Regions from separate parts of the Mus musculus genome. Here region 2 is linked to region 1. The links are chromatin contacts, called in public Hi-C maps. All regions are on one chromosome and are shown on one strand. The core of a region is the stretch at or near the end of the contact, and the rest is flanking DNA. Distances in the headings are between cores, read along the strand shown.

Region 1 (4,494 bases), core at 1,078-3,577:
GCATGTGCAGACTTGATCTTCTCCCTTCCCTGATTCCCACCACTCAGAATTAAAACTGAGGTCTTGCACACTGCTAGGCAAACATTCTACCACTGAACCACATTATCCACCCAGACTTTTCTTTGTTGGCATTATTCCCTGAACCGAGCAGTGTAGAGACATCTACCTAGTGTTCAGATTGTATTAGACAGTGCATGCAATCTAGAGAAGATGGAGTCTACTTGATGATATACATGGCTCACATGGAAGGACTTTATCTTCGGGGCTCTCACATCCTGGAATTGGTATTTGTGGAGGTCCTGAAGCTCATCCCAGATGGGTATTTATTAGGGGTGATTATATTTCAATTAGAAAAGAATGATGTAGTATTTTGTGAAAAAGCTAGATCTATGCCATGGATTGGATACCCCGGCCTGTGATGTTCCTGCCAGCCAGCGTACTGGCAGCATTGGTCATGGCCCAAATAGGATCCAGTGAACTCTCCCCATAGCAGTTATCCATCGTCTCTTGGTAGTCATGAGCATCTGCTGTTGAATATATCATGCCTGAGTGGTTTTGTTTGTTTCTGTTTTTTTTTTTCTTCTTCTTCTAGATTCATATTCTTAGGGATAAAAAGAGGCTTTTTAATGCAGCCTTTCAGGGAAGAATGTTCTATGATGGCTTGAAGCTAGCAGACGCTTCAAGGAAATGACTCGTGACGGCGTTTCCTACAGCAGGATGCCCTGTCTGCCAGCACATAGGTTGTTTTAGCTGCTTGTGTTACTTATTCCTTTGTATCTTGCCCTAATCTAGGGGTGTCTTGTAGATTTATCCTGCAGATATCACCAGCTGTTACTAAAGATTATGTCTGATCGGAGGCAGATCTACTTTTAATGGGCTCCAGTTACTAATGAGCAATGTCTGTGCAGGTGCTCTCCACGGCCTGGCTGCCACTAAGGCTGCTTGCTCGGTCCCACTGACATTCCTTATGTGAGGACTGGGTCAGTTCTCCCTTAGGTATATTTTGAGATGCCAGAATTTACTCGAGCTTAGAAGGAAGAAAAGGAGCCTTATGCCAAGTTGTAGTAAGCCTTTGGCTGTGTAATAGCCCACAGTGCGTGGGCACAGAAATCCTAGGATTGAGAAGTACCGAATCTGTGCTTCTAGAAACATCCAGGTCAGCCTTTCGTGAGAATCTCGTGCACACTGGCTGCATACCTTTCCCTTCATACACCCGTTCTGCCCTCTAAATTGTTATCAGCGAGACGGCCCCCTCATTTCCCTGAGCTTGCTTCTCTCCAGGTCCCCGGGAGGAAAGACTAGGGAAGCCTTCCAGTCTCTGGCTGTGCTTTCAGCTTTGTTGGCCACCCTGCACTGCGGTTCCTGTTAATCCCCAGTCATCCAGCCCCTTCTCCATGGCTTAATTCCATAGCTTTCCAGTGACACTTTTTTACTTGCTTGTTTTACTTTGTAAATCACAAGGAGAGTATGTCAATGGGTGATTGAAAGAGAACAGGGAAGAGCTTGGGTTGAGTGACGTCCCCTCCACTGTTGCAGCCTCTCAGTACATGCACATTTGACCTGATTTTGAAGTAGGGTCTTTGCAGATAATGGGTTTCTGATGAAGTCATTAGGCTGAGCCTTAGTTGCACATGACTTTGTGTGTTCTTAGGAAAAGGATGCTTGGACACAGACCCATACACAGTGATGTGAGGTAAAAGATACAATAGGACCAACAGCCATCTACAAATAAAAAAGTCCCTGGGCTATCACAGGCTAGAGTGCAGATCTGGGTAACTTCTGTCATGGAGGCCTGATAGGAATAGACTTGATCTCAGAATAGGAGGTAACAAGCCTCTTAGTCTACGAACCCTTGTGCACAATACAAGAGATTTTCATTAGTCCCAAGGTAGGCCTTATGTCCTCTTTCTGGTGTGAGACCATTGTCCCATCATCAGCCCCGAGTTGCTTTACTGTCACCACTCGACGTCACTGAGTTGCTGTAAGGTCCATGCTTTGGGCTGACACACTGGGTAACTGCTACCAGCTCTTGTATGTGCTTCACCCCCACCCCCAAGCTTCAGGAGATGGCCTGTTCTTACTCTGTTTCGTGCTGAGTCATAACTGCTATCTTCTCCTGCTCTGTAAATGCATCCGGGATTTGTTCTGAGAGGACACCGTGCACAGTTGAGAAGATGATTGCCACTGAGGAAGAAGGGGTTCTGTCAAGTTCGGACTCCCTGGAAACAATACGCTGCAGTCCCGGCATAGGCATATCACACAGCAGGGCCACACACATGGAGGAGGATGAGCTGGCAGAGGGTGGGGGCCGAGGGTGTGTCTGTATTGTAGTGCACAAGGGAAAGAGTGGGAGGAGACCGGAAGACTAAGAGTTTCAAGTTGGGCAGCTTCATTAGAGTTTGAGTGGAAGGGATGTGTCTTGGTTAGGGTTTTACTGCTGGGAACAGACACCATGACCAAGGCAACTCTTAAAAAGGACAACATTTAGTTGGGGCTGGCTTACAGGTTCAGAGGTTCAGTCCATTATCAGCTAGGCAGGAGCATAGCAGCATCCAGACAGGCATGGTGCTGGAGGAGCTGAGAGTTCTACATCTTCGTCTGAAGGCTGCTAAGAGGAGAATCCCTTCCAGGCTGCTAGGATTAGGGTAAAAAGCTCACACCCACAGTGACACACCTACTCCAACAAGGCCACACCTCCTAATAGTGCCGCTCCCTGGCCCATCACAGGATGGTTCCTAGAGGTCTGGCACTTGGGTAGAGCAGGCTAGAGGTGGGGCGTCCAGTGGAGATATAGATATAAATTAGTTTGTTTGCTACTCAAAGCCATCCTGGAAGGTGGCTGATATATATATTTTACCTCTGAGAATTAGCTAGCTCTGGAAAAAGCCTTTCCAAGTCTGGAAGTCCTGGAATACAGAGCATCAAGAATTCAGAAAATAATAAACAAGTTTATATGTCATCCTATTATATATATTAGAGTGTCTGTCTCCACCTCTCCTCCCCTATTTTACATTTTGTAGAATTCCCAGCCATGCCTGCCAATGGGTTCTCTATAACCAGGGAACCTTCCCCACAACTCCCTTCAGAAGACGGTCCAGAAGATCCAGTCTTGTAGTTTGACACATCGTGTGCACGCACACCTTTTGCACGTCTCATTAAGAACTGACCTTAGGAAAACAGTGTTTTAGTTCAGTCTACAGGCCTCTACATTTTTTTTCCTCCTAGTTTCTGCTATTCTAGAGATATAATCAGAGTTTCTTTGGAATGTTTCATTTGTCCTTAGAGAGCATGGACATTTTGTTTGTCTGATTTCCATTTTCTAGCCCCCCCCCCCCCATAGTCTCCTGCCTTCAGTAAGCTATCATGTCTCACCCTAGGTCTGTTTAGTGTGAGATCTGCTTTAGGGATGGCTACTTCTTCAGCTTAGCCTTTGAATTTCTTCCTGTGGCTCCAGGTTTCAAGGTTTCCTTAGACTGGTGCTGTCTGGAGGTGGAACCTGGAGAAAGTCGGGTATAGTGGGAGACCCTGTGGTCACTGAGACCATGGAGGCAGTGGGGACCCAGCCTCATCCTTTTCTCTCTTTGCTTCCTGGTTATGAGGTGGGCAGCTTGTCTCCTCCATGTATTTCCACCCTGGTGCCCCACCACAGGGCAAAGCCACGAGCCAGGGAGTTATGTTTTCTGTTGCTGCTGTAACAAATCGCCACAAGCTTAGTAACAGCTAATGCGGGCACAGGTGTGTTATTTTAAGATTCTGGTGACCAGGAAATTGCCATCAACCTCAGGAACAGATGCCAAGGTGTTGGTAGGATGGCATTCCTTTCTGGTTCCTCTAGAGAGAATTGCATTCTCTTGTATTTTCCTCCCCAGAGCTTCTGTCCTTGCCTCAAGGCCCCTCCCTCACCTTCAGAGCCAGCTCTATCAGGAGGCTCCTCACATCATTCACTCAGCCCTCTAGGTGGTCATAGCTCCTGGAGTCTTTCCCACACTCCTAAGGACCTGTGGTATGACAGTGGACTCATCTGGTTAATTAATCTAGGTACTCGCCCTCATCTCAAATTCTTTTATTTTTTAAAGATTTATTTATTATTATATCTAAGTGCACTGTATCTGTCTTCATACACACCAGAAGAGGATGTCAGATCTCATTACAGATGGTTGTGAGCCACCATGTGGTTGCTGGGATTTGAGCTCAGGACCTTCGGAAGAGCAGTCAGTGCTCTTACCCGCTGAGCCATCTCACCAGCCTCAATTTCTTTAGCATATCTGTGACATGCCTTTGTTGTGGAGGGTATCATAGTCCCAGGCTCTGGGTACCAATGTGGGAAAATATTTGGGAGGACATTGCTCCCCTCCCCCATAGTTGGTGATGTACAGCTCTGGGACTGTAGATGCTGCTGTTTGAAAGAAAATACCCCTTCTGCCAGGATCATTGAGTGTACGGGCTTCTATGTGAGGCTGTAGTCTCCTAAAGAATGTAGACCCTCCGAGAGAT
Region 2 (4,509 bases), core at 1,382-3,881, 60 kb before region 1:
GGCGCAGGTGATGGAGCTGCCCGGCCTGGAGCTTGTGCGTCCCTCCTGGGTCCGCGCGGGTCGTTGGTGAGACCTTTCCTCTCCCGACCCCTGCTCGCTTCTCGCTCGCCGGTCTAGGCTCAGAGAGTGACGCATCCTCACCTGCGTCCCCAGCTGCCCCTTCACCTCGCCCTCTCTGCCTTTCCTCGGGACTCCCTTTTCCTCTGGTAGCGATTCTTCCTGGAAACAGGTGTTTGCTCTGCTGGAGCTGCTGGCTGCCGAGTCGTTGGCTGCCTCTGGAGATCTCTTCCTCCCTGCGCCCAGTTCAGGGCTGCTTAGGGTCCTGAGGTAGTGTTGGGCCTGGTCGACACCCTCCTTCCCCACTGGAGCCCTGTTTGTTTTCAGGGGCTGTGACTGTATGGGATGCTGGATCACTTTCCTGGCTGTTTTTTCCTCAGCGTTTGGGGGTGGGGAAAGGATGGCGAGAAGGGGGAAGGTGCTGGCTGATGTAGGCTCGGTCCCAAGACTGATTTCAGTGGAGGGAGGGAGGGAGGCTGCGAAAGTGAGGTTCAACTCCCTTGGAAGATGAGAGGAGGATCAGAGAGAGGAGGATCAGAGGCTCTCAGCCAGGTAGGGGATGGGACAGTCTCTCCTCCCTCCCAGTCCAGAACAGCTTGGCCCCAGGAATCTGCAGGACCCAGACTGCTCTCATCTTGGTGAACATGGACTAGATCTGGGCCAGTGTCTCCAGGAGCGGATCTGTGGGGTGCCAAGATCTATTAAGGTTACATAAGGATTCTTAGTGGGTCCCGTCCAAAGCTAGACATTCTTGAAACACAGGCTTGTTAGATAGAGGGGGATTTTTCATGGAATCTGTGTGCCCAGGGCCGGATTTCTGTGTGGTTGTTAAAGGAATTTAGGTGTGCAGTTTAAAGTAAGCAGAAAGGGAAGAACCAAGCCTTGGGTGCAATTCAAGTGCAGGCTCCACACATAGAGTGCTCTCGGCCAGGTTTGTTGAGAAACCAAATACCTTTCTTGGGTGGGAAATGGAGCTTGAGCTGGCACCTGGTAGGGTGGGGGTGGGGACTTCCCTGGAGAATAGAGGACATGAGGGAAGCATACTGCCCTAGTTACAGTGGGCATTTGAGGGCAGGGGATGTGATGGCTTCTCATGCTTTCAGGAACTCCAGATGGTTTCCAAGTAACCTAAGCGTTTCCAAGCTTCTAAACTAGACTTGGATTCATTTTCCCTTCCCAAACACATGTGCTTTAACATGAGGGGGGAATTTATGAATAGCAGAGTCAGATTAGCCCAGATTTTTGGCACGGTATTGCCACAAATATAGCCTCACGTGGACTGTCTTTGGTATGTTGGATGCTGAGATAGTGCTTTCCTGGTACTGGGGGGTGTAGCTGTTGGTTGTCAAGCTGACCATTCTTTACTGTCTTGGCTTCTGGATCACACTCCCTGGGCTCTGGCATACATGATGGCAGTAGACATCCCAGGGGTGGGCCCCTCACTCTGACCACAGGTTGCTGTTTCTCATGGAGTATTCTCAGTCCACTTAGTAGCCTGGTGTTCTCTTGGAGTGTTAGAGATTGGTGCTCGGATATAGATGTCTCAGGGAAGGCATTCGTGTTGCTTCCAGACACCTGGCTCCTATCTTCCTTCAGGACTTGTTTTTAAGTTGTGAGATTTTTGAGGCATGGGCATAGGAACTATATTTTTCACTGTCATTCGTGGAGGAAATGAAAAATAGGCAAAAGCAGACTGAATTATTATTATTATTATTATTATTATTATTGTAAAAAGTAGTCTTATGTATTCAAAGAACATTCTTAGAAGTACAAATCCAGGGGCTGCACCCTGCTATGCCAGAGCTGCTGAGCGCTTAGGTGGATGACCAACATGTACAAAGTTGAGGCCTGACTTGTGTCTGTTTTGGTGAAGTTTAGAGTAAACTGTTGAAGCAAAAATTAGTTTAGGATACTCTACTGCTTCAACACTTCCAGTGCCATCATTTTGCTTAGCAGCCCCAGCATTTCAGTAGCCACATCCCTCTGGACCCCCCTTTGTCTCAGCATGCTCATTTTGTCTTCCTGTCTCCCTGTCCCTGAACTCCTGTGCTTCGGACACATGAAGCCCAGCTCCACTTTAGAGATTTGTTCTTGCTGACCACCAATTTTTACTACCTGGTTGAGGATGTGGTCTTCCCAAATTGCTTTCTCATCAATCAGCACTTGGCTCTCAGGCTCAGATAAAACCCCTGCTCCCTCACTCTTACCCATCATTCTTTTCATTTTTGTCCACTACTCCCCACAGTTTGAAAGCTTGTACCTTTTTGATTTTTGCCCGTCTGTCTCCAGTAGAATGTATTGATCACCCTCGCATGCCAAGGGCACAGAGCAGTGCCTTGTAGACGGTTGGTGCTCGGTCAATATTTATTGCCAAGATGAAATGGTTTACTTCTGGCCAGTGATGGGAATGAAAGGAGGTAGCGTGGGGGTTCTTCTTCCTATTGAGAATGTTGAGAGACTCAACCTGTGCATTGGGAAAGGGGCCATGATTTGCTTCTTAGTATCTCCACTCACTAGCAGCTCATAGTGCTGGAAGTCTGGATGGTAGGTGTGATGTCATAAAGTGCTTTGTAGAGAGGCCTTAGTGACCTCTTTCCGGTAGAGAGGTGAGCTTGAGAGCTGCTCTTCTCCACCACTCCCCACCTAGCTCACTTTCTGTAACTCACAGGTTTTGGGATTATTACAAATGAAAAACTTCTGGGCATTGGCTTATCTTCTCAGAACTGGGCATATCTTAGTAGAAATCAGCAACTTAGCATAGCAACTATAGGAAGAGTCTAGCATGTATGGAGCTCTGGGTTCAGTCCTCAGCACCACATGGTGATACATACCTGTAATCCGCCTGAAGGTAGAATTGGGAAGGCAACATAGTGAGTTCAAAGCCAACCTGGACTACATGAGGTCTTGCTTTGGTCATCTTCACATGTTTCTGCCTTGATTTTCCCATATGTGTTTCTTCACTTCCGACCCTACTCTGGAAAGTTCTCCCTGGCCAGCCTGTGCCTGCTTATCAAGTGATTATCAAGTGGGACACATTTGCATGGTTGCTTAATGATCTTGTGATTAGCTCTCTGCACATTTTTTTTTATTAGCAAAATGAGAACAGTGATGGTTGCCCCTTGGAGATATAGACATTGTAATGATGGTGGAGTTACCCCAGAAAAATGGCTAAGAGTAGCTTTAGGATCTTTGGGCCAGCATTCTAACTCTTTTTGGATGGCATGTTGTGCTCAGTTATTCAGTGTAAAATCACTGGCTGTCTCCTCTGGGCCACACACTATTCCGATCTGGGAATATTACAGTGCCGTGATCTGGGAATATTACAATGCCTTGATCTGGGAATATTACAGTGCCTTGATCTGGGAATATTACAGTGCCGGGCAAACTGAAGTTCTGTTCATTGGAGCCTGAATTCTAAGAGTGTGCTGCGCTTTTGATGGTTCATTTGTTGTGTGATCTTTAACTTGCCGATCATCTTCCCAGCTCGATTTGTAAGCTCCTTTGGAGGCAGAGACAGTGTGGCATGCAGAGGGTTCTCTGAAATTCCTGGGCAACTGGATCAAAAGATGTATGCATTGTAAGCAGAGGACTCAAGGAGAGTAGTTCAAAGACGCAGGGAGAGCACCTGCTGCTGCCTTTTTGGAGGAGCGAAGGGCGGCAGCAGCTGCTGGGTTGTGGACTGGAAGGAGGGCTCAGCCTCATGCATGCCGCCATTTGCTGCTTGTTGTTGTTGTTGTTGAAACTTAGAGTCTACTTGGGGTTCTACCCATCCTGAGAGCCTGTTCTTCTTGGAAGTGATATCTGGCTTGTCCTGGGTGAAACACAGAGCTGAGCGGAAACTTTAGCACAGGGCGAAAGAGAAGATACAAGAACCGGAAGTCAGCCCCTGAAGAGAAGATACAAGAACCGGAAGTCAGCCCCTGTTAAGGACTTGTTTTTCGGTCTGTAGGTGGGGAGCACAGTAAGCCGCCATCTTAGAGGGCTGGGATGAGGTTGGAGAGAGCCTGGCCTGGTGAAGGGCTCACCAGATGGACCACGAAGGTTCTGATCGTTTTTCTTGAAAGTTGACCCAGTCTTTGGAAGACATTAGCCTTCTATGTACAGGGTCTTGGAAATGGGTTCCAGTGGCGACTACCCAACTGCTCTGCGAGGGGTCTGCCCTTGGAGGAAAGCTGGCAGAGTTCCAGAGGAAGCAAGGAGCCCCAGGCTTGTAGATGGTAACATTGTAGGTGCGAGCAAGGCTGTTTGGGTTGCGCTGGGTTGTGTGGGTTTAGAGGTGCTAAGTTGGGGGGTGGAAGGATGAATTTTGCCTCCAGAGCTCTGCTTTCTATTCCTCGACTGCTAGTGTGCAAGACAGAGCTGAGAGGGCTTGGTTTCTCCTGCAGCCTTGCCAAGCCTCGCTGCCGCAGCGCAGCCTGCACAGTTGAACTGCAGGCAGTCCAGGCATCGGCC

The links. A called contact is a pair of places that touch in the nucleus more often than the background predicts.
Region 2: a contact with region 1 is called in a Hi-C map of cerebellar granule neurons, with 2.2 times the contacts expected there. The contact joins the promoter of 1700086D15Rik here to the enhancer-like site in region 1. A contact is called at or near these places in 10 of 484 Hi-C or Micro-C datasets (adipose-derived mesenchymal stem cells, cerebellar granule neurons, cerebellum and 5 more), 3 of 115 datasets of contacts at active chromatin or transcription factors (all in embryonic stem cells) and 3 of 9 other capture datasets (adipose tissue, liver and pancreatic islet).

The regions. Positions count from the first base shown.
Region 1 is chr11:65,098,019-65,102,512 of GRCm38.p6, reverse strand. All of the region lies in intron 1 of Arhgap44 (Rho GTPase activating protein 44), which reads left to right. Among named protein-coding and RNA genes, the nearest start is that of 1700086D15Rik, 60 kb to the left of the region's middle. Within about 2 kb of position 2,327, at least 8 of the 459 cell types and tissues checked have an H3K27ac peak or open chromatin away from gene starts, as enhancers often do. A contact at or near this core is called in cerebellar granule neurons and embryonic stem cells, where this site is marked.
Region 2 is chr11:65,158,022-65,162,530 of GRCm38.p6, reverse strand. 1700086D15Rik (a long non-coding RNA gene) reads left to right here and starts at 2,631. Exons shown (of 2, transcript XR_003949567.1): 1 at 2,631-2,663. The region is part of intron 1 of Arhgap44 (Rho GTPase activating protein 44); the gene reads left to right. It overlaps LOC115487730 (a long non-coding RNA gene), which reads right to left and starts at 2,651. Exons shown (of 3, transcript XR_003949568.1): 1 at 2,318-2,651; 2 at 142-1,710.